Regions from separate parts of the Mus musculus genome. Here all the other regions are linked to region 5. The links are chromatin contacts, called in public Hi-C, HiChIP or PLAC-seq and promoter capture Hi-C maps. All regions are on one chromosome and are shown on one strand. Each heading gives the region's core, a stretch centred on a gene start, on an enhancer-like site or on the middle of the called end of the contact. The rest is flanking DNA. Distances are from core to core; before and after follow the strand shown. Region 1 has its middle 72 kb from the start of Isx. Region 2 holds the start of Tpm4 (tropomyosin 4). Region 3 has its middle 180 kb from the start of Isx. Region 4 has its middle 260 kb from the start of Isx. Region 5 holds the start of Large1 (LARGE xylosyl- and glucuronyltransferase 1). Region 6 has its middle 53 kb from the start of Isx. Region 7 has its middle 320 kb from the start of Isx.

What was found. Promoter capture Hi-C pulls out the DNA fragments that hold promoters and counts their contacts. Hi-C and Micro-C count contacts between places; a contact is called where the count stands out from the background. HiChIP or PLAC-seq counts read pairs in DNA pulled down with a chosen protein or histone mark.
Region 1: a contact with region 5 is called in an H3K27ac HiChIP or PLAC-seq map of VIP interneurons, with 27 times the contacts expected there. The contact joins the enhancer-like site here to the promoter of Large1 in region 5. A contact is called at or near these places in 13 of 39 promoter capture datasets (the 3T3-L1 cell line, cranial neural crest, embryonic stem cells and 6 more), 6 of 484 Hi-C or Micro-C datasets (cerebral cortex, embryonic stem cells, neural progenitor cells and 2 more) and 16 of 115 datasets of contacts at active chromatin or transcription factors (the NIH/3T3 cell line, VIP interneurons, craniofacial prominence and 10 more).
Region 2: a Hi-C map of muscle stem cells shows a contact between it and region 5, with 7 times the contacts expected there. The contact joins the promoter of Tpm4 here to the promoter of Large1 in region 5. A contact is called at or near these places in 3 of 484 Hi-C or Micro-C datasets (embryonic stem cells, muscle stem cells and uterus).
Region 3: an H3K4me3 HiChIP or PLAC-seq map of neural tube shows a contact between it and region 5, with 9 times the contacts expected there. The contact joins the enhancer-like site here to the promoter of Large1 in region 5. A contact is called at or near these places in 10 of 39 promoter capture datasets (the 3T3-L1 cell line, cranial neural crest, embryonic stem cells and 5 more), 1 of 484 Hi-C or Micro-C datasets (cortical neurons), 13 of 115 datasets of contacts at active chromatin or transcription factors (VIP interneurons, astrocytes, embryonic forebrain and 6 more) and 1 of 9 other capture datasets (embryonic stem cells).
Region 4: a contact with region 5 is called in an H3K27ac HiChIP or PLAC-seq map of VIP interneurons, with 15 times the contacts expected there. The contact joins the enhancer-like site here to the promoter of Large1 in region 5. A contact is called at or near these places in 3 of 39 promoter capture datasets (cranial neural crest, hippocampal neurons and liver) and 5 of 115 datasets of contacts at active chromatin or transcription factors (VIP interneurons, embryonic forebrain, embryonic stem cells and 1 more).
Region 6: a contact with region 5 is called in a promoter capture Hi-C map of embryonic stem cells, with 15 times the contacts expected there. The contact joins the enhancer-like site here to the promoter of Large1 in region 5. A contact is called at or near these places in 17 of 39 promoter capture datasets (the 3T3-L1 cell line, 3T3-L1-derived adipocytes, cranial neural crest and 8 more), 9 of 484 Hi-C or Micro-C datasets (the HPC-7 cell line, the MC38 cell line, cerebral cortex and 5 more), 30 of 115 datasets of contacts at active chromatin or transcription factors (the NIH/3T3 cell line, VIP interneurons, cardiomyocytes and 18 more) and 1 of 9 other capture datasets (embryonic stem cells).
Region 7: an H3K4me3 HiChIP or PLAC-seq map of stem cell-derived neural progenitor cells shows a contact between it and region 5, with 9 times the contacts expected there. The contact joins the enhancer-like site here to the promoter of Large1 in region 5. A contact is called at or near these places in 5 of 39 promoter capture datasets (the C10 cell line, cranial neural crest, hippocampal neurons and 2 more), 5 of 115 datasets of contacts at active chromatin or transcription factors (astrocytes, embryonic stem cells, forebrain and 2 more) and 1 of 9 other capture datasets (embryonic stem cells).

What each region holds. Positions count from the first base shown.
Region 1 is chr8:74,799,510-74,803,264 of GRCm38.p6, reverse strand. No RefSeq gene overlaps it. Among named protein-coding and RNA genes, the nearest start is that of Isx, 72 kb to the left of the region's middle. Within about 2 kb of position 1,699, at least 1 of the 459 cell types and tissues checked has an H3K27ac peak or open chromatin away from gene starts, as enhancers often do. A contact at or near this core is called in VIP interneurons, where this site is marked.
Region 2 is chr8:72,133,222-72,136,695 of GRCm38.p6, reverse strand. Tpm4 (tropomyosin 4) reads right to left here and starts at 1,408. Exons shown (of 8, transcript NM_001001491.2): 1 at 1,243-1,408. The coding sequence starts at 1,374.
Region 3 is chr8:74,686,935-74,690,928 of GRCm38.p6, reverse strand. No RefSeq gene overlaps it. Among named protein-coding and RNA genes, the nearest start is that of Isx, 180 kb to the left of the region's middle. Within about 2 kb of position 2,353, at least 2 of the 459 cell types and tissues checked have an H3K27ac peak or open chromatin away from gene starts, as enhancers often do. A contact at or near this core is called in neural tube, where this site is marked.
Region 4 is chr8:74,608,216-74,612,138 of GRCm38.p6, reverse strand. No RefSeq gene overlaps it. Among named protein-coding and RNA genes, the nearest start is that of Isx, 260 kb to the left of the region's middle. Within about 2 kb of position 1,433, at least 2 of the 459 cell types and tissues checked have an H3K27ac peak or open chromatin away from gene starts, as enhancers often do. A contact at or near this core is called in VIP interneurons, where this site is marked.
Region 5 is chr8:73,351,429-73,355,358 of GRCm38.p6, reverse strand. It overlaps Large1 (LARGE xylosyl- and glucuronyltransferase 1), which reads left to right and starts at 1,819. Exons shown (of 15, transcript NM_010687.2): 1 at 1,819-2,893.
Region 6 is chr8:74,818,670-74,822,209 of GRCm38.p6, reverse strand. No RefSeq gene overlaps it. Among named protein-coding and RNA genes, the nearest start is that of Isx, 53 kb to the left of the region's middle. Within about 2 kb of position 1,834, at least 8 of the 459 cell types and tissues checked have an H3K27ac peak or open chromatin away from gene starts, as enhancers often do. A contact at or near this core is called in embryonic stem cells, where this site is marked.
Region 7 is chr8:74,555,573-74,559,616 of GRCm38.p6, reverse strand. No RefSeq gene overlaps it. Among named protein-coding and RNA genes, the nearest start is that of Isx, 320 kb to the left of the region's middle. Within about 2 kb of position 1,361, at least 12 of the 459 cell types and tissues checked have an H3K27ac peak or open chromatin away from gene starts, as enhancers often do. A contact at or near this core is called in neural progenitor cells and stem cell-derived neural progenitor cells, where this site is marked.

The DNA of each region.
Region 1 (3,755 bases), core at 450-2,949, 1.4 Mb before region 5:
TATATACATATATAAATATATATTGTACATACACACACACACAAACACACACACACACACGTTATATTCCTTTTTGTAGTATAAGTAGGCTGACAGGACCACATCACTCCTTGTAGCAAAGTATTAAATACCATTTAGTCAGTGATATGCCTGGGTTAAGACAAGTTAACCCTCTTGCTCCAAATCCCATAGCTCAGTACTGAAGGATCCAGGATCAGAAACCTAGGTGTCTGCTTCCCAAATCTGTGATTTTCCAAACATAGATCTATATGAGCTTAATTGTCTATCTCTTCTGTGCTGGCCACCACAGAACCTCTTTACAAATATTACTTCCAGTTTTCTGAATTTGATAACAGGTCATTTATATGAAAGGATATGGAGATTTAGTAAATAGGTTTGTGAAGTCCCATGGCTAATACACGTGAGAATTAAGATATCTGCTTTTCTCCTCAGAGTGTCTAGGCATCATTGTACTTGGGCTGGTCTAGAAGGAATGAAGCTTAACTGGGCAGGTGGATTAGCAGGATCTTGGTTGGCATGAGTATAGGATAAATAGCTTCTCTGGAGACAGTTTTCAGTGAAACAGCTCTCTTTTATTCGGGGTAACAAGAGCTATAGAAACCTTGGGGAGTGGGTAGGGGTTTTGGGGGTGGCTGGAACTGAAGAGTTGGGAATGCTTCATTTGCATGAAGAGGAGAAGTCCAGGAAGTTGCTGAACATGTCCTTATAAAGTGAGAGGAAATCTAAACTGTTCTCTGGCCACCACGAATGTATTCAAGGGTGTTGGAGATGGTGGTCATAAGTCTTACCTGTGTTGGGATGTGCAGATCCAGAGCAAGGAGGAAGAAGTCCTCCTCCTGATGGTCTCAGGATGAGATTTCTGGGGTTTGGATATGCCTTGACCTCACTCTTGCTCTGGACTGGATTCCCAAGTTACACAGTTTTCTGGCCCCACAAGTCATTCCAAACCAGAGTTCTACCAGTGCCTTGAGTACTCTTCCACTGTCTCTATCTTTTTCCTCCTCTGGTACCAGGGACCTAACCTCTGTAGCTGATACTTGCTGAGCCCTTTCACAATGCTGTGGTTGAGCAGGTGGGTATAGCTGGAGGCTAGGAGGGGGAGGTGTGTGTGTGGGGGGTCTGAGTACATCTGTCCTTGCTATACTGTAGATTCTTTGTTGTTGTGTCTTACTCCCAAGCTTCTAGAAAGTACAGCCTTTTCCAGATTTCATCTTTCAACTGGACTTTGATGGCTACTTTCCTCCATGTCCTTTCTGCCCCAGGGTTGAGCATAGCAAAGGGTTGCTGCTCATCCCCAGAGTCTTAGTCTTCTTGTGTTAACCTGTATGTTCACTCTGGTCCTTTTATTATAAAAACATCTCTTCCAAAATACCAGCTGAGTGAGCCTCTGCTTCCTGCCAAGTCCCTGACTGATTAGATTTCTCATCAGAGATGCAAACTCATAATAAGATTTCAACAGCTAGCTTGGAGTGGAGCTTGCTTTGAGAAAATGTTTACTTCTTTCCAGAAAAGCAGCTCTCATCCTGGTGCTACCAACTGTACCCTCTTCAGGTTACAGAGATTTGACTTCTGCCTCTGAATGCCAGCAGGAGTCCCTCAAACCCTGTTGTTTCCAGGCATCCAGTCACTGCATTTCCAGGAAACAGCCATGGAAGCAGCTGAGAACAGATAATCTAGTGAGCTGCTCCTGGGTGTTGGTGGGAAGGAGAGGGGCAGACATCTCTTCCTGTTCTCTGTAGGAGCTGGTCCTGCTTGAAGGGTGATGCGTGATTGTGTTCTTGTCTGGGAACCTTCAGGAGAGTAACTAGCCAGTGTGTCTGGGCCAAGACAGAAGATCTGGCCAAAAGAACACCCGAAGTCCTCTGTGAGATTGTATCTCCTAGAAATGACAGACAAGCTTTCACTGTGATACCTAAAGCAGACCTGAACAATGACAACACCAATGGTTGTGTTAACTCGGAAGGGGCAGACCTCATGGGGTTCCAGCCCTAGACAAAGAACTGTAGGCAACTAAAGAATGTTGAGAGCAGAAGACATAGTTTTTTCAGGATGAGCCCCATAATTGGTTATCTAACATCAAGTGGGCAGCCCTGAAACTCAGATACACACAAGTAACACTGAGCAGACTCAGCAGCATAGAAGCAACACCACATTTCCAAAAGGTTGTATTTATGTATTTGAAGTGTGTGTGTGCATGTGTATGTGTAACAACAGCAAAGAAAAAGAAGTTATGGCTTTGAGAAGTAAGGCAGGTGGAGGAGAGATGATGGGAGGAATTGCAGGGAGGAAAGGGAAGGGTGAAAATGTAAGTATATGTTTTTTATAAGTTTATTTTTTATTCATGATGAATGCTGGGCATGGTCCCCTCCCTCTTCTTCTCCCAGTCCCACACTCACTAATTCCTCTCCCTATTACCCGCTTCGCTTCTCCTCAGAAAAGGAAATTCCCCCTTGGATCCTGCCAGTCCTAGTATATCAAGATACAGCAAGACTAAGCATATCTTCTCCTACTGAGGCCCAGCTAATCAGTCCAGCTAGGGGAAGGGGATACAACATAATTATATTTTAATCTTAAAGATAAGTCTGAAAAACTGGCCCTGAGGCCCTGTTGCTCCTTGCCACTGCGACAAGTACACTTTTGTTGACCATTTCTTTTCCTTTCCTTTCCTTTCCTTTCCTTTCCTTTCCTATCCTTTCCTTTCCTTTCCTTTCCTTTCCTTTCCTTTCCTTTCCTTTCCTTTCCTTTCCTTCCCTTCCCTTCCCTTCCCTTCCCTTCCCTCCCCTCCCCTTCCTCCCCTCCCCTCCCCTCCCCTCCCCTCCCCTCCCCCTTCCCCTCCCTTTCCTTTTTTTTTCTTTACTATTTTTTATTAGGTATTCTCCTCATTACAATTGCAATGCTATCCCAAAAGTCCCCCATACACTCCTTCCCACTCTCCTATCCACCCACTCCCACTTTTTGGCCCTGGCGTTCCCCTGTACTGGGGCATATAAAGTTTGCAAGTCCAATGGGCCTCTCTTTCCATTGATGGCCGACTAGGCCATCTTTTGATACATATGCAGCTAGAGTCAAGAGCTCCCGGGTACTAGTTAGTCCATAATGTTGTTCCACCTATAGGGTTGCAGATCCCTTTAGCTCCTTGGGTACTTTCTCTAGCTCCTCCATTGGGGGCCCTGTGATCCATCCAATAGCTGACTATGAGCATCCACTTCTGTGTTTGCTAGGCCCGGCATAGTCTCACAAGAGACAGCTATATTTGGGTCCTTTCATAAAATCTTGTTAGTGTATGCAATGGTGTCAGTGTTTGGAAGCTGATTATGGGATGGATCCCCAGATATGGCAGTCTCCAGATGGTCCATCCTTTCATCACAGCTCCAAACTTTGTCTCTGTAACTCCTTCCATGGGTGTTTTGTTCCCAATTCTAAGAAGGGGCAAAGTGTCCACACTTTGGTCTTCATTCTTCTTGAGTTTCATGCGTTTAGCAATTGTATTATATCTTGGGTATCATAAGTTTCTGGGCTAATATTCACTTATCAGTGAGTATATATTGTGTGATTTCCTTTGTGATTGGGTTACCTCACTCAGGATGATGCCTTCCAGGTCCATCCATTTGCCTAGGAATTTCATAAATTCATTCTTTTTAATAGCTGAGTAGTACTCCATTGTGTAAATGTACCACATTTTCTGTATCCATTCCTCTTTTGAGGGTCATCTGGGTTCTTTCCAGCTTCTGGCT
Region 2 (3,474 bases), core at 159-2,658, 1.2 Mb after region 5:
GGGTGTTTCTGGCCCGGAATCAACTTGAGATGTCTTTCTACAACCAAAAGAAGCATGCTTTCCCACATGAACTTTTAAAGCAGCTCAGAGTTTTCCAAAAGGCATCCCCCGCACTCCACCCTTGGGCCGCCAAATTCCTGGCTTGGCTGGAGTCTCGAGGCCATTTTGGAGATGTCTAGGGTGGGACGGGCGTATGAGAAGCCGTAACAGCTACTGTGCAGAGCTTCCGCCCGGTTCTGAGGCTTTCTCCAGCCCGAGCGGTCCTTGAGGGATTCAAGGCTTCTACCCAGGCCAGGCTGTCGCCCAGGCAGTCTTGGGAGGAGTCCAGGCGGTACCTGCACTGCCAACTCCACCTAGCCTTTCAGTTTCTAGGGTCCCCGCCCTGAGTTCCCACACTACGGCTTCAGGAGACCTGGGCAATCACACAACACTTCTTCCCTTGTCTGTGAGTCTCCTTCGCTAGCAAACACCGCCCTACTACTCAGGCAAGGGGCTCTCCTTGCCCCGGAAACGTCTGGAATGCCTCTCCCTAGTCTTTTCTTTCTACCCACCTGTAGCAGACTTTTGGGAGACACGAATCGAACGCTTTGTGGGTGCCAGAGCTGGGCTTAGAACCCAGACCCATCTCTGGCCCCGGGCTTGACCCAGGGATGAAGAGGAGGCGCGGAGGCCTTTCCTCTTTCCGAACTATTCATGCACCCCGGTCCCTGAACTCTCAGGGAAGGCGCATACAGTGGGCGCTCCGGCGTCGGGCAGGCCCCCTAGTGGATATTACCTGGGGCTAGGGGGACACAGGGTGATGGTGGTGGTGGTGGGTGTCCTGCAGGCCAGCGTCCAAATTCTCCTGTCCCCACCCCGCCCTCAGCGGACGTGTCGCGGCCGCACCCTAAGGACGTGCCGGGAAAGTTCGGGCGCGAAGAAGCAAAAGCGCGCACCGCCCCCGCCCCCACCTTGGTCAGCCGCAGACAATGGGAGCGCGGTATTTGCCCCACTACTCCGGAGTGCCCCGCGCAGGACTGTCCCCCCCGCAACCTCCCAGTTCCTGCCCCGCCAGCGTACGGGGCTCCAGGATCCAAGGGTATGGATGATCAAGGCGGAGGGGAGACGGAGGAAGGGGGAGCTAGAAGCATGCGGAGCTGGGAAGAAAAGAGGGCGCCAGGGAGCACTGCGGGCCCGGAAGCGCGCGGGACGAAAAGTGGGATCGGGCGGGGGTCGCGGACGGCGCGGGTCCTGGTCTCTCACTTTCTCGCGCCGCTCGCGCTCGCCATCCAGTTCGCGCTGCAGGCCTTGCGCGCGATCCTCTGCGTCGTCTGCCTGCTGCTGCAGGGCCTGGATCTTGCGCTTCACTGCCTCCAGTGAGTTGAGGCCGGCCATAGCTCAATCGTTCTGCTGGGCTCCGGCGACAGCTGGGCGGCCGCGCCCGGGCCCGCCAGCCTTGGCCACGCCGGGGCCGCCCCCGCCTCTCCCCGCCCCCCGGCCCTGCTGTCAGGCCCATGAGGTCACCCGGGCCGGCCGCGACGTCAGCACCGGGCGGGGGGTGGGTGGGAGGGGGTGGCTGACGTCGGTGCAGCTAGCCGCCTTTGCCCTGTGGGCTCCTCGTCCTCCCTCACTGCCCGCCCCGCCTGGCCCAGCGGCCGCGCACTTACCTGGGAGCCTTTATTCTCCGTCTGCTTTAGAGTCTTCTTTAAGTCTGTCAGGTCCTCGGAGTGCCTGTCCAGTTCGTCCTCCACGCATTTCAGTTTCTTCTGGAACTACGTCAGCTGCTCTTTCACCTGGGGACACAGAAGATAATGAGTCAGCCTAATGGTCCATTGCCCGGAGTTTGGGAGGCTGAGGCAGAAGGACTGGGAGTTTAAGGCCCTGCAAATGAACAAAGTCTTTATGAGCTGATGAGATGGCTCCATGGGTAGAGGTGCTTGCCACCAAGCCTAATGCCCAGAGTCCATTAATCTCACACATGCGCCCACATTAATGTAGAAAGTAAAAGGTTTATATAAAGAAGGTCTCATTCAGAGGACACAAGTTTGTGAAAGTAAAAAGTGTATATAGACAAGGTCTTGTACAGAGGACTCAGGTTGATTCCCAGCTCCTGTTCCAGGGGAGCCAACATTCTCTGCTTCCATGACCCCTTAGCATAGGCATGCATGCATGCAAAACACCCTCACATAAAATATAAAATACTCCCTCCACATACACAGAGCGGTAAGTGTGCATTACTGAATACAGAGGGATTTTACTCTTGACCTAAGGACTGGCCATTCTTGGACTCATAAGAGTCCCCACTCTCTTGAGGAAGTCATAGCTTTAGTTTGAAACACTACAAATTGGATTTTGCATTCTCACTTTCTGAATGCAGCTCTCAGGTGATCTCTGTTTAAGCAAAGTGGAGCCTATAGAAACTCCCAGTTTTGTAGGCAGAAACTTTCTGACCAGTGTGCAAGCCCTTTCCCCTGCTGAGAAACTTACCCTCAAGAGCCCCACATCCTGCTCCCACTCCAATCTGGCTCCCACACCTGGCTTTCAGGTCTGTCCTGGAAGAGACCCACTCTCAGGGACCAATTCCCCTCTAAGATCAAATTTTCACTCCTCTAACTTTTGCACATTTGTTAGGCATCTGTTTTTTTGTTTGTTTGTTTTTGTTTTTGTTTTTGAGACAGGGTTTCTCTGTGTAGCCCTGGCTGTCCTGGAACTCTGTAGACCAGGCTGGCCTCGAACTCGGAAATCCGCCTGCCTCTGCCTCCCAAGTGCTGGGATTAAAGGCGTGTGCCACCACCGCCTGGCATGCATCTGTTTTAATTAATGTGTCCTTTAACCTTCCCCAGAATCTAGTGCTGTTTGTTCTGAGAGTCTGTCCCCCACAATTCCTGTTTTAGGCATCCCATCAACCTCTCTGAGAACCACTCAGCCATGTGACACCTCCTAGCTGCTAGGGTCACTCTTGTGTCAACTCCACAGGATCTCTGTATCTCCTTCTATCCCTGATGCTGTATGTGGTCTAGAGCAGGACTCCCCTCCACCCCCCAGTACTCCAGGCCAAGCTTCCTGTCCTTCCTCAGCAGGAAACACTGAGGGTGGTTGCCTTTCTGTAGATTAACACCCGTCCACTCACCACTTCCCCCAACCCCCCAGTTCTTAAAATAAATTTGATAGGGACTCCATGCTCACACCAATACTCAGATCTCTGTGGACAGTAAGTATTACGATGATAACCAGCTATATATGTGTGTCTGCACACTTGTGAGTGTGTGTGTGGGGCGGGTGTGTGTGCGTGTGCGTGTGTGTGTGTGTGTGTGAGAACATGCAAGTGTCCACTTCTGCTCCCCCTCTTTTTCTTGACACTGCTTCTCACTGTATAGATCAGGATGGCTCTAAATTCACAGACATCTGCTGCCTTTGCCTCTTGACCCTGGATTAAAGTTGTTTTCTTTCCTCCCACAGGGAGAGCTTGTCAGAGGTGCCACCTGGGAAGTCCTG
Region 3 (3,994 bases), core at 1,104-3,603, 1.3 Mb before region 5:
AAGTGTAACCAGAATCTCGAGTGGAAAACAACTCACTCAGAGCAAATGGTTTTGATTTGCTCTGAATCATTGGCCCAATGGTGGCCCAATGTTAAATCAGTCAGGATTCTGCTTTCATAGGTTCCTAAACTTTGCCTTGTGCTCAAGTTTAAGCAAACACTAACTCAACTGGCCCATTGAGTGTGCATGGAGCTTCAGATCTCACCTGCTTTCCCCATAGTTCCTGCTAGTCCTCAGAAGAGAATAGCCTTCTGTTTGACTTGAAGATGCTGTAATACTCAAGTCTAGGCATTCTCCCTAGTGCATTAACCCTTTCAAATAAATCTTCCTCTAGCTCTGGTCCAGATCAGTTCTTCATTTGACATCCCTCACAGGGATTTGAATCCAGAATTCTTTGAACTCTATAATTTTTTTTCCATTTTTTATTAGGTATTTAGCTCATTTACATTTCCAATGCTATACCAAAAGTTCCCTATACCCCCTCCCACTCCCCTACCCACCCACTCCCCCTTTTTGGCCCTGGCGTTACCCTGTACTGGGGCATATAAAGTTTGCAAGTCCAATGGGCCTCTCTTTGCAGTGATGGCCGACTAGGCCATCTTTTGATACATATGCAGCTAGAGACAAGAGCTCCGGGGTACTGCTTAGATCATATTGTTGTTCCACCTATAGGGTTGCAGTTCCCTTTAGTTCCTTGGGTGCTTTCTCTAATTCCTCCATTGGGAGCCCTGTGGTCCATTCAATAGCTGACTGTGAGCATCCACTTCTGTGTTTACTAGGCCCTGGCATAGTCTCACAAGAGACAGCTATATCTGGGTCCTTTCAGCAAAATCTTGCTAGTGTATGCAATGGTGTCAGCGTTTGGAAGCTGATCATGGGATGGATCTCTGGATATGGCAATCACTAGATGGTCCATCCTTTCGTCACACTTCCAAATTTTGTCTCTGTAACTCCTTCCATGGGTGTTTTGTTTCCTTTTCTAAGAAGGGGCAAAGTGTCCACACTTTGGTCTTCGTTCTCTTGAGTTTAATGTTTTTAGCAAATTATATCTTATATCTTGGGTATCCTAAGTTTCTGGGCTAATATCCACTTATCAGTGAGTACATATTGTGAGAGTTCCTTTGTGATTGGGATACCTCACTCAGGATGATGCCCTCCAGGTCCATCCATTTGCCTAGGAATTTCATAAATTCATTCTTTTTAATAGCTGAGTAGTACTCCATTGTGTAAATGTACCACATTTTCTGTATCCATTCCTCTGTTGAGGGGCATCTGGGTTCTTTCCAGCTTCTGGCTATTATAAATAAGGCTGCTATGAACATAGTGGAGCATATGTCCTTCTTATCGGTTGGGGCATCTTCTGGATATATGCCCATGGGCTGGTGAGATGGCTCAGTGGGTAAGAGCACCCGACTGCTCTTCCGAAAGTCCGGAGTTCAAATCCCAGCATCCACATGGTGCCTCACAACCATCTGTAACGAGATCTGACTCTGTCTTCTGGAGTATCTGGAGACAGCTACAGTGTGCTTACATATAATAAGTGAACTCTATAATTTATTCAGAGGTTAGAATGACTCAGAAACACTTCTGCATGGAATGTTATGACAATAAATGCATTTTCCTCTGTCAATCAGACTAATAAAAATTCCCTGGAAATATGGTAAGTTTGATATATCATTTGTAATTTGGTCTGTGAGCCTATGGAATAATACAGACTTTTAAGTCTTTTAACTTGTAAGTCATGTTTTTTCCTCAGTAAAAGTCACATTTCTACTTGTTCATTTGCTTTTTATTTGTCTTTTGCCCACATGGGCCAGCAGATGTATGATATTTTAAAGAAGCATTATGAGAAGCAAGCTTATTTTGTCTTGGTAATATAGTGCAGTTATTTGACTCACATTTACTAAAGGTTGAATAACATCTCCGGTCTTCCAAGCTAATTAAGCACAGTGTCTGGACTGGCTGGACTGCTTTCATGGTCAAGGAACTGTATTCATGTTATGGAGCTTTGGGTTTGAGTTCAAGCTTTGCTATTTGCTGGCTGGGGTTGGGTTTGTTCAGTGTCTTCACTCTTTCTACCTAGGATCAACTGAGCATCCAAGGGTCAACTGCACTTCCTTACCTCTTCCTACTGAGGTAAGATTCCTGTATATAGCTACAGAAGCATTATTACAGTGTTGCATGGAACTCACTTGATAAATCATGCTAACAACCAGGTCCTGTCCATCTTTTTGCATTACAATGTCTCTTTTGTCACAATTCTCTTAATGGATCCTGAGACATTCTCCCCATCCCAGCTCTTAGAAAGTCTTTGTTTAGCTTGTCTCCATAGCAACTCATGGAATCAGAGGTTCCCATAGCTTTGGATTCTTGTTCCATTAGCCTATAGGCTGCCTGTCACCAGCCATTTACCCCATGACACATCCAGACAAAGCTGCAGCTATCAGATGGGGTCAGGTTTTCTCTTGCTGTTGGCTATGTAAAGACAACAATTTGGCATCTGATCAGGTGAAACTGTCCTTGAGCCAGGGACTTGGGAGCTCACAGACAGGCCACTTCCTCACTGAATTTGATAGGACAAAACATCCATTGCTTTCAGAAAGCACTGTGAGGGAACACTGATTTTTCTAATATATGGAAAAACTTGAGGGGCAAGATTTTCTTTCTTTCTCCATTTCTACTTCTCGCCATTAGAGACATATCCTTTACCCAGAGGCTATATGTGTACCAGGAAGTCATCACATTAGAGATGGATGAAGAGGGATGAGGGTCCTGAGGCGTTTTGAGCCTTGTAAACCTTGGACTCTTGATTTGGAAGCCAAATCAACTGCTGCCCTTCACTGACTTTGTTATGAGGGTCTTCTGTCTTACAGCCAAGTTCCTTCCTGCCCAATACCCATGATGACATCCTCTGACGATATGGTGTCAGCAAAATAACAAAAATATATAGATCATATAGTTTAAAAAATGTTACCTTTATTAGGAAGCAATGATGACTACATTTCAACATATTAAGAAACAGATTCTTAGAGAAGATAAGCATGAGTCAAAGTCGAATGATGAGAAAGTGGTAGACCCAGGGTTCAGGCAGAGGTCTATCATCTCTTCAAGCCTCTGCTTGTTAACAGCATTACTTAGCCCGTTTCCAGGGAAACCGTGGGAAAATAGTAAACAACAAACAACAACAGCAGGGTAATAAAATGCTGCCACAACTGTGATCACTGTAGCACTTACTGAGTAGGTTATTGTGAGTGTCAGACATTGTGCTGGTGCTTTGCCTGGGAATATCATGGTGAGGCCTTCATAGGACTTAGTGCCCCCCCCACAGACCTCAGCACAAGTGGCTCTGCATGGCTGAATGGTGGTGGAAATCATCTGAGTTGGGTTTTTCAAGTGTAGTGGGAATTCATTATATGAAGAAGAAAAGGGGTCATTCAGAGAGATAGGGGAAAAGATACCTTGCTGGGCTGAACTCTTAGAAAAAAACAGACATAGTTTGAGTCTCTGTTTTCTAAAAGCTATATTCACCTTTTAATTAGAAATAATTCATTTACTTGTTTTATCTGCACACATAGCCGCACAGCTGTAGATGGAATTATCTAGGGTCCCTTGCTACCTGTCCCTGATTAAGGTCTTCTCAGTATGGTCTTACCAAAGGGATGTACAATTAATTTGCTGTGTTTTGTTTGTTTGTCTGAATGGAAAGACTATTATTTCACATGGGCATGATAGCTTCCTGACTTTGATAAGAGATGAAGGCACAGTACAGGAAATTCTGGGCCCCTTAGTGACTCCTCAGAGCACAGTATCCTGTTTTCTTAGACCTCCTACAATTGATCAATTGGTAGGAGAGTTAATCAATTAATTCAGTTTGACTCTCTGGACAAGGCAAAAAACAAACAACAAACAAACAAACCAAGGAAATGGGGAGTAAGGGGGCAGAAGCTTCACCTTGAGAGGAGAAGATATTCAGAGTACTTAATGTATCCACCTA
Region 4 (3,923 bases), core at 184-2,683, 1.3 Mb before region 5:
AGTGAGATAACTCAGTCATAAAAGACACATGATATACACTCACTGATAAGTGGATATTAAAGTAATTTTTAAGCATACTTTTTTTTGAATCTTTGGGAATTTCACATTATTTACCCCAATTCCACTCATTTCTTAGTTCTTCTGTATCTTTCCTCTCCTTTGTAATCTCTTCCCTAAAATAAAATAAAAATAAATATCAGAAGAGAAAACCAAACCAAATAATTAAATCCAAAAATCAAGAAATCATTTTGCTGACTTGTTTATCAACTACAGTCTGCTCTGCATACAACCATTCTGCTGCTCTGTCTTTCCTTCCTCTCCAACACATATTTGTTCATCTTATTGGCACTGGAAATTGTGGTGTGTAAACAGTATATGATTTCCCATAAACATCTTTACTTGTAAATGTTCATTGTCATGGGGTCAGTTCTCCCAAGTCCATAACACATTGAGGTCTGGGCATGGCCTGATGGCTCTGTGCTGTGCTTCCACTGCTGGTCAGAGTGTCTCAGCAAGCTTTTCCACAGAGTCCACTCTTAAAGTAATTTTAAGTGTTTATGTCTTCCCAGTTCTAGAAGGTTAAGTAAAAAGTGCTCATTAAACACATAGCCTGGAGGAGAAAAGCAATATTATATTTTTACTATTTTACAAGGATGAAAAGCACTATTTTAAGACAAATTATTATCATAACATTGTATGTAATTGCCAAGTGGATAATGGAGCCAAGAATCTGAAAAACTCATGTACTTAATAAACTGTGGTAATTCCTTAGAACTAAATGTATTTATTGTATATGTCTAAGAATGCTGTTGATAATTATATCAGTGCTTAGGTACAGAGCTAGTTTTCAAGAATTATTTGAAGACTTCTAAAACAAAACACAAAAAATAAAACCAATCAATTAAAAATAAAACCAATCAATTAAAATCTCTCTCCTCCCCCCTCTCCCTCTCTGTGAGCACGCACATGCATGATGAGTCTACACATATCTGTGCAGAAGACAAAGGTTGATGCCAACTTTCTTCCGATATCACTGTCTACCTTATTTTTGAGGCAAGGCCTCTTCAATGAATCTGAAGTTTTGTGATCGTCTAGAATGTCTGGGGAGCAAGCTTTGGGGATCCTGCCAGTGCTGGGATCACACACATCACCACAACTGATTTTAATGTGAGTCTCAGAGATCTGAACTAGGTCCTTATAATTGTCCCGCAAGCACTTTACCCACTGAGTCACCTCTCCAGCCTGTAATCTTGCCACTCATCAGTCATTTCCTGAGAACTTCCTAACATGTGTATTTGGAAACTCCTAGTGAGGAGGCAGGAAATCAGTTCTGGGTTGGGGAAAAGAAGGTAAGCAGTCTCCTTGTGGGAACGGACAGATGTCCCTTTCCTTTTCCTGGTTTTGCTTTAGAAGAATGTACCATGGCCCCTGTCCATTTCCATTTTGCTTCTCTAGCCAATAATGTTGGCATGTTTTTGTCCATTTAGGCCAATGAGACTTAATTGCCTGCTAATTTTGTATTGGATTGAATTCATTTCAAGACCAAATTAATTAAAACAGACAGAGCTCCCTTCATCTGTTATTCATGAGCTTGTTAGAACAGAAGAGAGCACGTTAGTTGCATTTATGATACCACATTGTTCTAATGACATTCTTTTAGATGTCTGTTAATGGGACTTTTGAGGATCCCAACATGGCTTCTTCAATTTGTGGCTGTAAACTTCATAGGGTTTTGCTTTGGCAAATACTTTATCTATCTATCTATCTATCTATCTATCTATCTATCTATCTATCTATCTATCTATCTATCTATCATCTATCTATCTATCTATCTATCTATCCATCTATCATCCAACTATCATCTACTTATCTATCTATCCATCTATCTATCATCATCTACCTGTCTATCGATTTATAAATGGATGCTTTAATATCTCAGATTTCAGAAGGTCAGAAGTTGGTTTGGGGCTGTATTGGAGAGTCGGCACCCAAAAGGAATGTTCCTAATGTTTAGCTGCTTACTTTATTTTTTTTTATTACCTTTATTTTATTTTATTTTATTTGATTTTTTCTTTTTTTTTCCATTTTTTATTAGGTATTTAGCTCATTTACATTTCCAATGCTACACCAAAAGTCCCCCATATCCACCCACCCCCACTCCCCTGCCCACCCACTCCCCCTTTTTGGCCCTGGTGTTCCCCTGTACTGGGGCATATAAAGTTTGCAAGTCCAATGGGCCTCTCTTTCCAGTGATGGCTGACTAGGCCATCTTTTGATATATATGCAGCTAGAGTCAAGAGCTCCGGGGTACTGGTTAGTTCATAATGTTGTTCCACCTATAGGGTTGCAGATCCCTTTAGCTCCTTGGCTACTTTCTCTAGCTCCTCCATTGGGAGCCCTATGATCCATCCATTAGCTGACTGTGAGCATCCACTTCTGTGTTTGCTAGGCCCCGGCATAGTCTCACAAGAGACAGCTACATCTGGGTCCTTTCAATAAAATCTTGCTAGTGTATGCAATGGTGTCAGCGTTTGGATGCTGATTATGGGGTGGATCCCTGGGTATGGCAGTCTCTACATGGTCCATCCTTTCATCTCAGCTCCAAACTTTGTCTCTGTAACTCCTTCCATGGGTGTTTTGTTCCCAAATCTAAGGAGGGGCATAGTGTCCACACTTCAGTCTTCATTCTTCTTGAGTTTCATGTGTTTAGCAAATTATATCTTATATCTTGGGTATCCTGGGTTTGGGGCTAATATGCACTTATCAGTGAGTACATATTGTCTGAGTTTCTTTGTGAATGTGTTACCTCACTCAGGATGATGCCCTCCAGGTCCATCCATTTGGCTAGGAATTTCATAAATTCATTCTTTTTAATAGCTGAGTAGTACTCCATTGTGTAGATGTACCACATTTTCTGTATCCATTCCTCTGTTGAGGGGCATCTAGGTTCTTTCCAGCTTCTGGCTATTATAAATAAGGCTGCTATGAACATAGTGGAGCATGTGTCCTTCTTACCTGTTGGGGCATCTTCTGGATATATGCCCAGGAGAGGTATTGCTGGATCCTCCGGTAGTACTATGTCCAATTAGGGAAATCCATAACCAGAATAAGTATCTACTCCAGTAAGAACAAAACGCTGTCCTTTCCATGAAGGAAGTGGTCCAATGTAGTCAACCTGCCACCAGGTTGCTGGCTGGTCACCTCGAGGAATGGTGCCATATCTGGGGCTCAGTGTTGGTTTCTGCTGTTGGCAGATCTGGCAATCAGCAGCAGCAGTAGCCAGGTCAGCTTTGGTGAGTGGAAGCCCGTGTTGCTGAGCCCAAGCATAACCTCCATCTCGACCACCATGACCACTTTGTTCATGTGCCCATTGAGCAATGACAGGGATGGCTGGGGAGAGAGGCTGACTGTCCACAGAACGGGTCATCTTATCCACTTGATTATTGAACTCCTCCTCGGCTGAAGTCACCTTTTGGTGAGCATAAGTGTCCCTTATAATAATATAAGATAATGGTGAGGAGTATTCAGTGTTCTTAAGAAGGAGAAGGTTTGATTACAATTCAGCATCTTAATGTTACTTCTCCTGAAGTGTTATTCTTTACTATGTGTAACATGCAGTAAGTGTTGACAAGTATGAACTTATCACAGCTGCATTCTAATGAGCAGTGTGGCTTATCCTGGCTGCTAGAATCTGCTCTGCAGGAGAGACATTCTACTCCATTGAGATACCTATTTAAAAAATTTACTCAGAGGTGAACTTCTGAAGTCTGATTTGTGTGTGTGTGTGTGTGTGTGTGTATGTGTGTATACTAATGAATGTTCTAGCCAATACATGTGCATGTGAAGGCCACAAGTAGACATCTACTGCCTTAGAATATATATATATATATATATATATATATATATATATATATATATATATA
Region 5 (3,930 bases), core at 570-3,069:
GTAATAATGCATTTTTACACCATTGATGAACTGAAGCGAAGCGATAAATAAAAAGAAAGCACACATTACTGCTTCAATTTTACCCAGTTCCAAGGTGGGGGCTGGTGTGGGGGAGGAGGAAGAAAGTAGAAAGGACTGCCGTTCTGCAATAAAATAAAATAAAATAAAATAAAACGATCTCTTTGTTTTCTGGGAGTTCTAGAACAAAGCTGTATGTTAGAGGAAGAACTGAGCTGCCTTCGAGCTAAAAGGCTTGGCATTAAACTTTGACACTTTAATGGCTTTTAGGATATTAGATACTATTTTACCATATAATGTTCTTTTCCGACACAATAATGGCATCAAACCCAGATACGATTTGCTATCCCTGCAACGTTCGTGGTAAGACTTATTCTGGTAGAGATAAGACATCAGGACCCCAGCATCGCAGTTAACTATTCCGAAGCAACCGCTACCTTCGGTTCGCATCCTCCAAGACTTAGGCTCCTACTGATTAGGTAAACAGCGCTGGGAACTGAGGGAGAGCCCCTGCTGGTGGTAAAAGGGGTCCTGGCTTCTAGAGAACGCAGGGAAGCCGAGAGTGTCGAGCAGGTCAAAGGACGGTCCAAGGGTGTAGGTATCAAGGCCAGAGCTGGGGATGAGGGATGGGATCAGAGAGGAGCTGGATCTTCGAATGCGAGATTAGAGTGATGCTCCACCTCGGGTAAGATAGTCAGCTCAGAGTCCCGAGATAGGAAGCCCTTTCTAAGGCATCCCACCTCTCTCCATCCTCCCCAGCCATTAAAAGACAGTGGGTGGGCTGCCGGAGGAGATAAGCGCAGGGGAAGACAGAGATTCAGTGGCTCCTACGGATTGGGGGAGGTGGGGACTCTGGGGGAAGGGGCCCCCAGAAGCCAAGGGACCTAGTTGAGGAAAAAACCCGGAAGCTGGATCGCAGTTTCGGAGCTCCGTCTTCCAGTGGGAGTAGACCGTCCGCTCTGGTCCTCTTTCTCACCCAGGCTCTGCTTCAGCCTCAAGGGAGGGTATTCTCCCAAGGGACATCCCATCCCCTTTACTATAACCAAATCTTTCCGCTCCTTCCGCAGTCCGGGCGGACTCTCCGCATCCTCACCTTCCTCATCAACATCCGGAGGCTTAGATGTCCCTTTAGTGGACGTTGAAAGCGGGGCTCTGAGCAAGAGTAAAATTAGAAAGGAGGTGCATCTATGCGTGTATATATGGACACAAAAATGTAGTTTCCTCTGGTGAGGGGGACCAGAGTCTTGCACAGGATTCTTGGATCCAGAATCCAAGCAAGATGATGTCAAACCGCTCAAATCGGGCCTCTTCACAGCTCTGGCTGCCCCATGACCGGTCAACCTAGGGGAGAGCCGCGTTCCCAACCGAAGGAAAAGCAGGGTAAACTTCCTACTTCCCCCCAAACCGTTATTTTGTAAAAGGAGTGGCACGGTGACCCACCCTGCTCGCAAACCGGAAGCAACAATTGCGAACTCAACCCGCCTCTCTTCACTCTCTTTCATCCAAATCTGGGGTAGCCGGAGTCCGGGAAAGAAGGGCGGGGAGCTCCAGCTAGCACCCTTTTCCCGAGACCCGGCCCGGGCTCCGGGCTCCGGGTGTTTCATCCGCCTGCGTTCCAATGAACCAAGGAGCGGAGGGAGGCGCTTGGTCGTAGGCGTAGCCTAGGCAGGGCGGGCACTAGAGACGCACATTCCTGGCGCTACCCATTGGCTGTCCATGCGATCACGGGGAGGAGGCGTGGCCCCGAGGCGGGCTCCGGTCCCGCCCCCGCTCGGAACCCAGCCCAGGATCGCGGTCCTTCCCCCTCGCCCCCCAGCTGCACAGACATGACACAGACACACAGTCACTGCAGCTGCCGAACGAGCCCGACGCTCTAAGCACGCGGCGGCGGCTGGACTAGCCTGGAGCTCCAACACCAGCGCCCGCCAGCGCGCTCCCACGCCGGTCCCCGCACAGCGATTCTCTCCCGGCCCCGCGCGGGAAGCGGGGATCGCGCGCCTGTCCGTTCGCGGCTCCAGGCTGCCCACAGCGTCTGCAGCGGACGAGCGGCTCCAAACCTGAGCGCTCCGGGAAGCCGGCGCGTCTCCAAGGTGGCGGCGGGGGCTGCCCGCCCGGGCTCCCCGCACCCATCGGGCTGCGTCCCGCTCGCGGCGCCCCGGCGGCCGTGACCTTCCAAGGAGCATCTATCCCGGCCCCGCGCCCCCGGTCCCGCGCCCCAGGCCCGGGCGAGGCCCTCTTCAGCGCCCGCTTCTCGCGGAGCCGCGGGCGGGCGGCGCAGGCCCGGGGGGTGGGGGGGAGGGTCACCGCAAGCAGCTACGGTCGGTCCCAGTGCTCGTTCGCCACGCTGGTCTCTCGGTCCGGCTGAGCTGCCTCCAGCCTCCTGCCTCCTGCCTCGCCTCTTCTCCGTGGCTGGGGCTGCCGGTGTACTTGCCTGGCCGGGCCGGTTGCGGGCAGGCCCTGCCCTGAAGGGGTTAAGCGGTCAGGGGCGCGGAAGGTGAAGCCGGCAGAGCTGCGGCTCCCCGTTTCTTCCTGGCGCTGGTTTCCCGGATCCAACCCAGGGCGGCCCCCAGGCCCTTGCCCATGCGAGGCGCCCAGGGCTTGGAAGAGTCCTTCTGGCGTAGAGCAGCTCTCGGCAGCCGCCTCGGAGGAGGAGAAAGAAGGGAGAGTGCTCAGTCCCGGCAAGGCGGACCTTTCCTATTGATATTTGGAGCCCAAGGCTGTCCCGAAGTCTGTGCTTGGCACCGTCGGTCGGTCGGGTTAGAACAGCTCCAGCTGGGATCTCCACCAGGACCCACTGCACTTAGTAGGCGTCAGTGGCACCACGCGGTTCAGCTCTTTCGGAGTGTACCTCTGCCTGGATGTAGTCAAGGCCAAGGTAAGAGCCCTGATGTGCGAGAGAACCATCGTGGGAACGCTTTAGTGAGCAATGCTGGACAACTTATCCAAACCTGTGGCTGGTACCCGGTGTGCTTAGGATGCTAGTAAAAAGGATGGGCACACCGTTTCTGACTTGGCTTTGAGTCCCGGAAAAGCAGGAGGTGGAAGACCCCAATCTCTAGTGTCCCCAGGATCTGTCTCAGGGCCTGACATGCTCTTAGGTGTACAAGATATTGATAGGCAAGAGCGAGTTGGTGTGTGTGTGTAGGGGGCAGGTTCTTAGTAACACCTGGAGGTATTGTTTTCCCGCCACCCTGGGACCCTTCCTGCTTTTCTTCGACGTTCACCTGCCTTTTATGATGGGATGCCCAGAGAACTTTCCAATAGGTTGAAAAGAGGCCGGGTTGGGTGTATGCATCCACATTTTCCAAAAGCTCTTTAGGATAAAGTGGTTGGATGGCATGGATACCCGTGAGGGGGAGTCCCAACCAACATACCTGGTCTGTCCTGTTACACTAAACTTCTTGTAGTCATCAGTGTCTACTCAGAGCTTCCTGTAAATGTCATTGCTTCTGGAGGTTGGAATGATAAGTATGTTTATCATGAAGTTATACTGTTCATCGCCTTGAAATGCCCCCGCTCTGTAAGGATAGTTCTTTCTATAAGCTGTCTTTACCAGTGTGAGATTTATTAAACCTGTGCACTTCTGGACTTTAAATGGGTCACTTGAGAGGGAACAGATTGTCTTTTGCTGACCCAGTCCATCTCCTGGGTGACCCTTTTTAATAGGGATGCACTGGTTTGGGTTTTGTTTTTTGTTTTTTTGTTTTCCCTGTTCCAGTGCTGATGTACCTCAGTTGAGTAGGTTTCTGCTGAATTCTGAATCTGTGAATTTTGTCACTCAGTCCATTAAAATGATATCCCGAGGGAGCAAAAGAGCAGCTTACATTTTCTGTGAATGTCACAGGAAGTTTACTGAGTCTTATGTAAGTGTCTCAAAAGAGAACTCATACTCTTTCTTCCTTTAGGGCGACA
Region 6 (3,540 bases), core at 585-3,084, 1.5 Mb before region 5:
TCCTGACTCCTTAGCATGTCTTCAGGTACAACACAACCTCTGGCCAGATGTTTGAAAGGCCCAGCTAGGCTGACTCATAGGAAGGAGACATATTTATATATTTTCCTAAGGTGTTTTATTACAACAAATGGACTAAAATCATTTGAATGGGTGTTATTCCAACATTGTTCTTCTAAAAGTGAATCTACTCTTTCATTTGGCCAGCAAACAAGTACTTAACTATGTGGTAGTGTGGTGCTTTGATGGAAGGCAATATTTCCAACTCCAAAATGGCCTCCACTTTTACAGCTACCATGGGGGAGGGAAGGGTACCTCTCATTGACTCTCTTTATGGATCTACTTGGTTGTCAACTTGACTACACTTGGAATTAACTGAAAGCCGAACGACTGGGCACATCTGTGAGGCACTTTTTTCTTAATGAAATCACTTGCGTGGGAATACCCATCTCTAATTTGGATATTTAGGGTGGGAAGATAAACCTTTAATCAAGATCTTCTGAGGTGGGAAGATCTACCTTTAATCTGGGCCACACCTTCTGCTGGTGGACATGGAAGAAGGAAGCTTTCTCTCTTTGTCTGCTTGGTCTTGCTTTGTTAGCAAGCCCATTCTTTCCCTGGCATTAGAGCTTACTTCTTCAGGATTACAAAGTACACCGAAGCCACACCCCATTAACGCTGACCAGTCATATGCCTTGGTTTCCTCCTTGGAAAACCGATATGTTATCAGAGCTTATTTAAGCTTTCGTAAGATGAAAAATTGTTTTATTTTCACATAACACCTACAACACTGCTTGGTCCTCTGCAGGGATTCTTAGAGCTTCTGTTAGATTAGGTGGTCCACAGCCCATAAACCATTCTAATAACCCCCCTTTCTATATATACAGATTCATTCTATATGTTTTGTAACTCTAGAGAACCCTGACTAATGTAATCCCACACCCAGCCTTTTCTCTCTTGTTTTGGGATGACATCTAAAAGAATGTAGTGAGTTTTAGGCAAATTGTCTTAATTTTTACTTTTGTCAGAAGACTAAAATCTTGATATGGCGGTTTCATATTCCATTTGCTGTCTAGCAATACTGATGGAGAATTAAGTCAGACCCTTTTTGCAGTGCTTAAGTCTGTACAGTACCTGCCTCAGTTTCCTTTGAATGAACCTCTATCAAAGTTTCCTCCAGGCAGGGCTAGCTGAATTGACCCTTTCCAGCTCCTAAAGAGACAATACCTCTGTGTCTGGCCTGCTGTAGCTGCCACATTCCAGGGTCTTTGCATTTTTGACTCGGAGCAGGAAGATCCTTCTGTGCCTGGGTGTGGCTTGGTGTGGCTGGCGAGAGAATCACACTAAGGGCTTACTAGAACCTTCCTTTAAGTTCCACTCCCTGACTTTTGCTGGGCAGAGGGTGAAGAAAGAGCTGAGTAGCAATTTTTATCTAAATAGGGCAGATTTTGTGTATCTTTCTGCAAACGTTCAGCCCTCCCCCTCTGTCCTTTGTTCTAGGCAGATGCCCTCTCTGTTTTGTCTCCCTTGAAGGTTCTCAGTGACTGGGGACTTGTGTCTTATGAAAGCTCTGATTTTTAAGACTGGCTCGAGGAAAGAGCTTAATTACTGTGGGCATTGTACCTCAGTTACTTTGGGAGACAAAGCTTAATAATTCATAGGAATTAGGACAACTTCTTTCTTCCAAGTCAGGTTCTGCTGACCAGCCCCAAATTTTCTCTAGTTCATCACATCTTCTAAGTTTGCTAGGAAGAGATCCCCATAGGCAAGGCGTGTGACTTATTTCCTCCTTTCTAAGGTAACTAATTTAACACAGATAAACCCCAGGGCTTTGTTTCATTTTCAACACTGAACCTCTCACAAAGAAAGCCCCTCTGTCACCAAACAATGGTACTGTTTCTGTCCTGTCTGTTTCTGTCTCTTGATCAAATGTCCAAGGAGAAAATCTGTTTTGTATTTGTCCCTTTGAAAAAGGGTCAGAGATACTATTGATAATAAAAGGAATTACTACTTTGTTGTTGTTGTTGTTGTTTGTTTTTTTGTAGAGAGTGGGGAAAGAGAGAAGGAGAATTCTGACAATTTGAGTGTGTTTTAACCCAGGGTATGGTGGCTCACGTATGTGTTGCCAGCCCTTGGGAGGCTGCAGGGTGTGGTCTTATATCTGTGATGCTCAGGCTTGAGGGCTGAGGCAGGACTGTTGTGACTTTGAGGTCAGCCTGGGTTACAGAGTGAGTTCCAGACTAGTCTGTGCTATAGAATAAGACCTGTTTCCAAACAACAAATACAACAAACAAGCAGAACTAACGTTCTATTTTTATCCATAAGATAAATCTCTATTTCAGAGCCACTAAAATGCAGGGTGCAAGTTAGATTCAAGCATGTGGTATATCGTATTATAGATAGAAGCACATGGAAGAAAGGGGGAGAGGGGGAAGGGTGTGGAACAATTAGGAATCTCCTCTTTGATCCTATTTCCTTCTGTGTCTCTGTGTCTGTCTATGGTCCCCACCCTAATACAGGTCTGTTAGTGGTCTGCTTTGTCTCTCTCTACTTTTCCCCCTTGAGACATGTCCTCTCTCTCAGTCTGAAGTTCATTATTTTGGCTAGGCTGACCAGCCAGCAGGTTCCTGGGATCTGTGTCTACCACTCATGGCTGGAGTTACAAGTATCTGCAGCCATGCCTGGGTTTTACACTCCAGTGCTAGGATTTGAAGTCAGGTTCTTATGCTTGTGTTACAAACTCTCTTGACCACTGAGCCATCTTCCAGCCCTATTGGTTGGCCCTCAGAACTGTAAGAAAGAAAAACGAACAAAACAAACGATTGTTCTGATTTTTGGTCTGTGTCACTAATGGTTATTTTCATCTTTCATTTCTTGTCAGCTTATTTATTCCATGTATATAAATTTTTAAATTTTATATGAACAATATATTATAGTTACAGTTTTATCTCTCATTTTCCTTTTCTTCCAAAAGGAAGTTATTATCTTGAATTTGGCTGGTACTACTCTCTCATATTTGTATTTTATCTTACAGTTCTGGCTTTGTGAGACAGGATTTCACTATGTAGTCCAGGCTGGCCTCTAACTTTTGATCCTCTAGAGGTCTGAAACTATGGCATGCATCATCATGCTTGGCCTGGTTTTACACTTTTTACTACCTATGTTTGCATCACAAGCACGAAAGTCCTGTAACTCTAATGATGAGGCTTCTTCTTCTGCACCAGAGGCAGTGGGAGGGGCAGGGATGGCAGAGCAATATGAACCAAATATGTATTACAAATGTATGAAAATTTCAAAGAATAAATAAAAATATTATTTAAAAGAATTATGTAGGGAAGAACTGAAAAAAGAGTCTGTACATTTAAAGAAATTTTAAGCTTTTCTTGTTTAATGTCCATCTTTGTTTAGGAATTAATGGAAAGAACAAATGAAATGTTTGTTAATGGTACCATAGTAAGACTCAGCATGAAGACATGAAAGGAATACTGACTGGCTTTAAAAATTCTATTTTATGTGTAGGGGCACGTAGTCTGCATGTGTCTG
Region 7 (4,044 bases), core at 112-2,611, 1.2 Mb before region 5:
CTTTATTTAATACAAAGGTGACAGAAACTGAAAAAGGTTAGAGTATTTACCCTGGATATCCAGACAGGGTAGGCTACAATGTCAGACCTCTACTCAGGACCGTCTAACACAAAACCCGTGCTTTAACTCTTCTGACATATTGTGGTCCCTATGCTAGTAAATTGCCAGATTCTTTGTGTGCATGTGTGTAACACATGTGTGTGTGTGCATGCACTTATATGTGTATATATGTATGTGTATATGTGTAAGTATGTCTGTGACAGATTTATATGTGTGTGTGCTCACTGTAAAGGTGAAGACTTTCTACCTCTTTTTTTTTTTTCAGATAGAGTCTCTCACTAAATCTAGAATTCACTGTTTTATCTAAACCGATTAGCCAGTGAGGCCTCAGGATCTAGTTGTCTCTGTTTCTGCCAAGTTCTGGGGTTTCAGATCCTATGTCCCTACAATTTTTTTTTTTTGTCCCTACAACATTTATATAAGTGCTGTGGGAACTCAGGTCCCCAGGTTTGCATAGCAAGTGATTTACTCTCTGAGCTATGTGCCTAGGCCATATTCTCTTTCATTTGCAAAAATAAAATGTATATTTGTACATATGTATATGTATACACATATATGTGTAATAACGGCCAAAGTATGGTTGTGAACTAAAATAATCCCATCACTTATTTTTGTAAATAAAGTTTTATTGGAACATAGCCACATTTATCTGATTTCATATCACTTGTGGCTCTATGCTACTTTTGGGCTAAAAGAGCACAATGAAGAAAAGCTTTTGTGTTAAAAAATTGATAATATATTTGCCATCTGTCACTTCATAGAAAGCTTGATAACCCCTAAGTTAGCTGAGAAAGCACTAGCTTTGCAGTAAGCATTATCAGATTCAAGTTCAGACTCTCACCTTTTGCTCATGTGACAGTGGCAAACCTTTTGAGCCTGCAGACATTTTGTTCTTCTGAGAAGCAGGCAGCCTGAACACTGATCAGAGAAGTGAAGGAGAATAGCCAGCAGAAGTTCTGAACAGAGGTTCTTCCCTCTTATGGCTCTCTATATACATAATCAGGTGGTTCCCTGGCACCCTCCTCATACTGCTTTCTATTGCCCTAAAGGAGGCTGTTGAGGGTGGGGGGGGGGTGTCTCCTGGTCCTTGGTTTGCAGGCATCCCTACCCAAGTTCTTCCCTGCATCTGTAGGACACCAGTTCTCACTGACAAATCTGTCCTGTCTAGGGCTTTCTACTATCCAGGGTCCTGCTTCAACCAGTAATAGGACCAGACCAGCAAGACTGGATAGCTGTTCTACCTTGAGCTGTACAGAAATCTAGATTCCCCATAGCCAACAGCCTTAGATTCTTTAAAAAAATGCCGAGACTTGGCCCCTGTTTTTCTTGACTTCTTGCCAAGCCTATTACATGTGTCTGAACTGCAAGGACTGGAAGAATTACGATTTCCATTTGGCTTCCCCAGCCGTTTAGTCTAATTTGTACTGGCTTTGAAATACAGCGATTGCTGTTTTTGTTGTTTGGGTTTGGGCACTGTTTGAAATCCTGTCTTTTTTTTCTCCTCTTTTTCTTTTGGTTGTTTTATGGCCCCCTACCCCTCACACTCTCAGGCTTGGGGTAGGGAAAGAGTATAATGTGAAAAAATAATCCTCAAATCCGGAAATGCAGCCACCACCACCAGAGACCTAATTCCCACATAGACAGTTTGCTCCAACACTGAATTTCATTAACTGGAGGGCTGCATTGTAAGGCAAAGCATGATAATGAGGTTTCAGCTAATAGGAGCACATGGAATGTTTTTACCATTAGCTTTAGTGTCCAACCTGTTGAGGGAGGGGATAGGGCTGGTTTAGCAAATTCCCTTACCCATGTGGGGAATGCATGGATGATCCTAGTACTTTCCTCAAGCCTCACACTTCTGCTCTCATCCTCTATGCCTGCCAGACCTCTCCAGGGAGGACTCCATCACAAGAATGAATGGGAGTGGGTGGAATCAAAAACTGACTTTGCAAGGGGAAAGGAACTGCCAAATACCTCCTTTTCAGTCAAGCCTCTAGGATCTCTTTTGTTCTTTGCTGCTTGACTTCCTGACATGACTAGACTCACCCTTTTGTCCAGGAATGGCTGACATCATAGTTTTCTTGGGTTTGTTTGCCTCCTGCATCTCTGACTGCATTCTTTAACTATTTCTGTTTAGTAATCTCTCTGTGTGTCTTGTGTCTGTGCATGTATGTGGAGGCCAGAGGACAACGACAAGGTATCTTCCTCAGTTGCTCTCCACCTTATGTTTTGAGAATCTAGAGCTCATTTATTTGCTGGTGCTGGTCCATGAGCTCCAGAATCTGCTTGTTTCCTTTCCCTTGGGCCTAGAGTTGGAGATGTGCCACTACACCTGATTTCATGAGTGTTGAGGAGCTGACGTCAGGTTCTCTGCTTATAGGATGTGGTGGTTTGGAAAAGAATGGCACCCATAATCATATTTGAATGCTTAGGGAGTGGCATTAGGACATGTGGCCTTATTGGTGTAGGTATGCCCTGTTGGAGGAAGTTTGTCACTGGGCTTTGGGGTTTCTAATGTCTAAGGCAGGTCCAATGTTACTCTCTTTTCCTATCTGCCTGAAGATACAGATCTAGAACTCTTAAGCTCCTTCTCCAGCACCATGTCTGCTTGCCTGCTATCATGCTTCTTGACATGATGATAGTGGACTAAGTCCCTGAGCCAGTCCCAATTTAAATGCTTTCCTTTATAAGAGTTGCCATGGTCATGGTATCTCTTCATAGCAGGAGAACATTAAGACATAGAACAAGCACTTTACTGACTAAGCCATTTCCACTGGCCCTTCATCCATCAATTTATGCTTCTTCCTTTTGCATCCATATTGCTCCTGAACATTAGGAAATTTGAGGAATCAAAATGAAATAAAAACCATAGTGTTGCACAAATATTTGTCTAGTTTCTCCATCTCTCTATCTTCTTTCTCTACAGCTCTTTTCTTCCTAGGGACTTTAAATGCCAGGTGTTTGCTGAGCACTGGAGTTGAGATGAAGGTCAAAGGCTGTCCCAGATATCCTTGCAGTCAGCAGCCTGTGACCGCACCTCTCTGTTTATACTATACTCCTAGATTTTCTCCACTTCTGAGCTCCAATATGGCTAAGACAAATCTATTTCCCAAGCTGTAATCTCCATAGAAATTTAGGATTCATGTCAGAAATGTAGAGAGAGAAAAGGATTTTACAACTCACACAGCAAGAGGCTAGAGGTATTAGAGAAGGAGAGTTGCTTATGCATGATCACACAGCATCGGGTGGTTCTTACATGGACGCCCTTTCCACATAATCCCTAGCTACCATCTCATCACAAATGCATACTTTAAGGGATGATGGACTCTAGAGCAGGCATTCTTGGTGCTCCATGCAGGAGCCATTTACTTGGCATACATGCACACTCTTGCTTATCCTAGAAGCTGGAGGTGTTGTTGGCTCATCATGCCCATCTCAGGCTTGATTGGAATAAGATTATACTTAGCAAATAGTATTGTGTACCCAAGGTGACTGAGATATTAATCTCTCATCTACCCCAATGTGAAACTGTGACCAACGAGTTGTGTTCATTTGAACAGGAGGACACTCTCTGTGCCCTCCTCCGGGTTTCCAGAACAATGCCTTGCACATAGGAGCCCCACCCTCAGTACTTATTGAATTGAATCTAGTAAAACTGCATGAGGAAAAGCATTGCAAATCAAGATAGGGATATGATGGCTGCTACAACAGCACAAGACAGGGCACTGTCAGCCAGATGCTAGGGTATTCCAAGGGAAAGTCTCATTATGAGAGCCACTGAGCAGGGTGTGCACATCATTTAAAATAAATAGCTGCTTAAGCTTGTGTTGTCAGTGGTGCCACATGTGGAAGTGTCTGGGTCATTGTTCTGTTGTAAACTGTTTAGAATTGGGTGGAGCGGGGCTGCTTTTGAAGACAACTGTGAACTCTAGCCACTAAAATCCTCCGGCTGTCTGGCTCTCCCCTTGATGTTGGTCATAGATG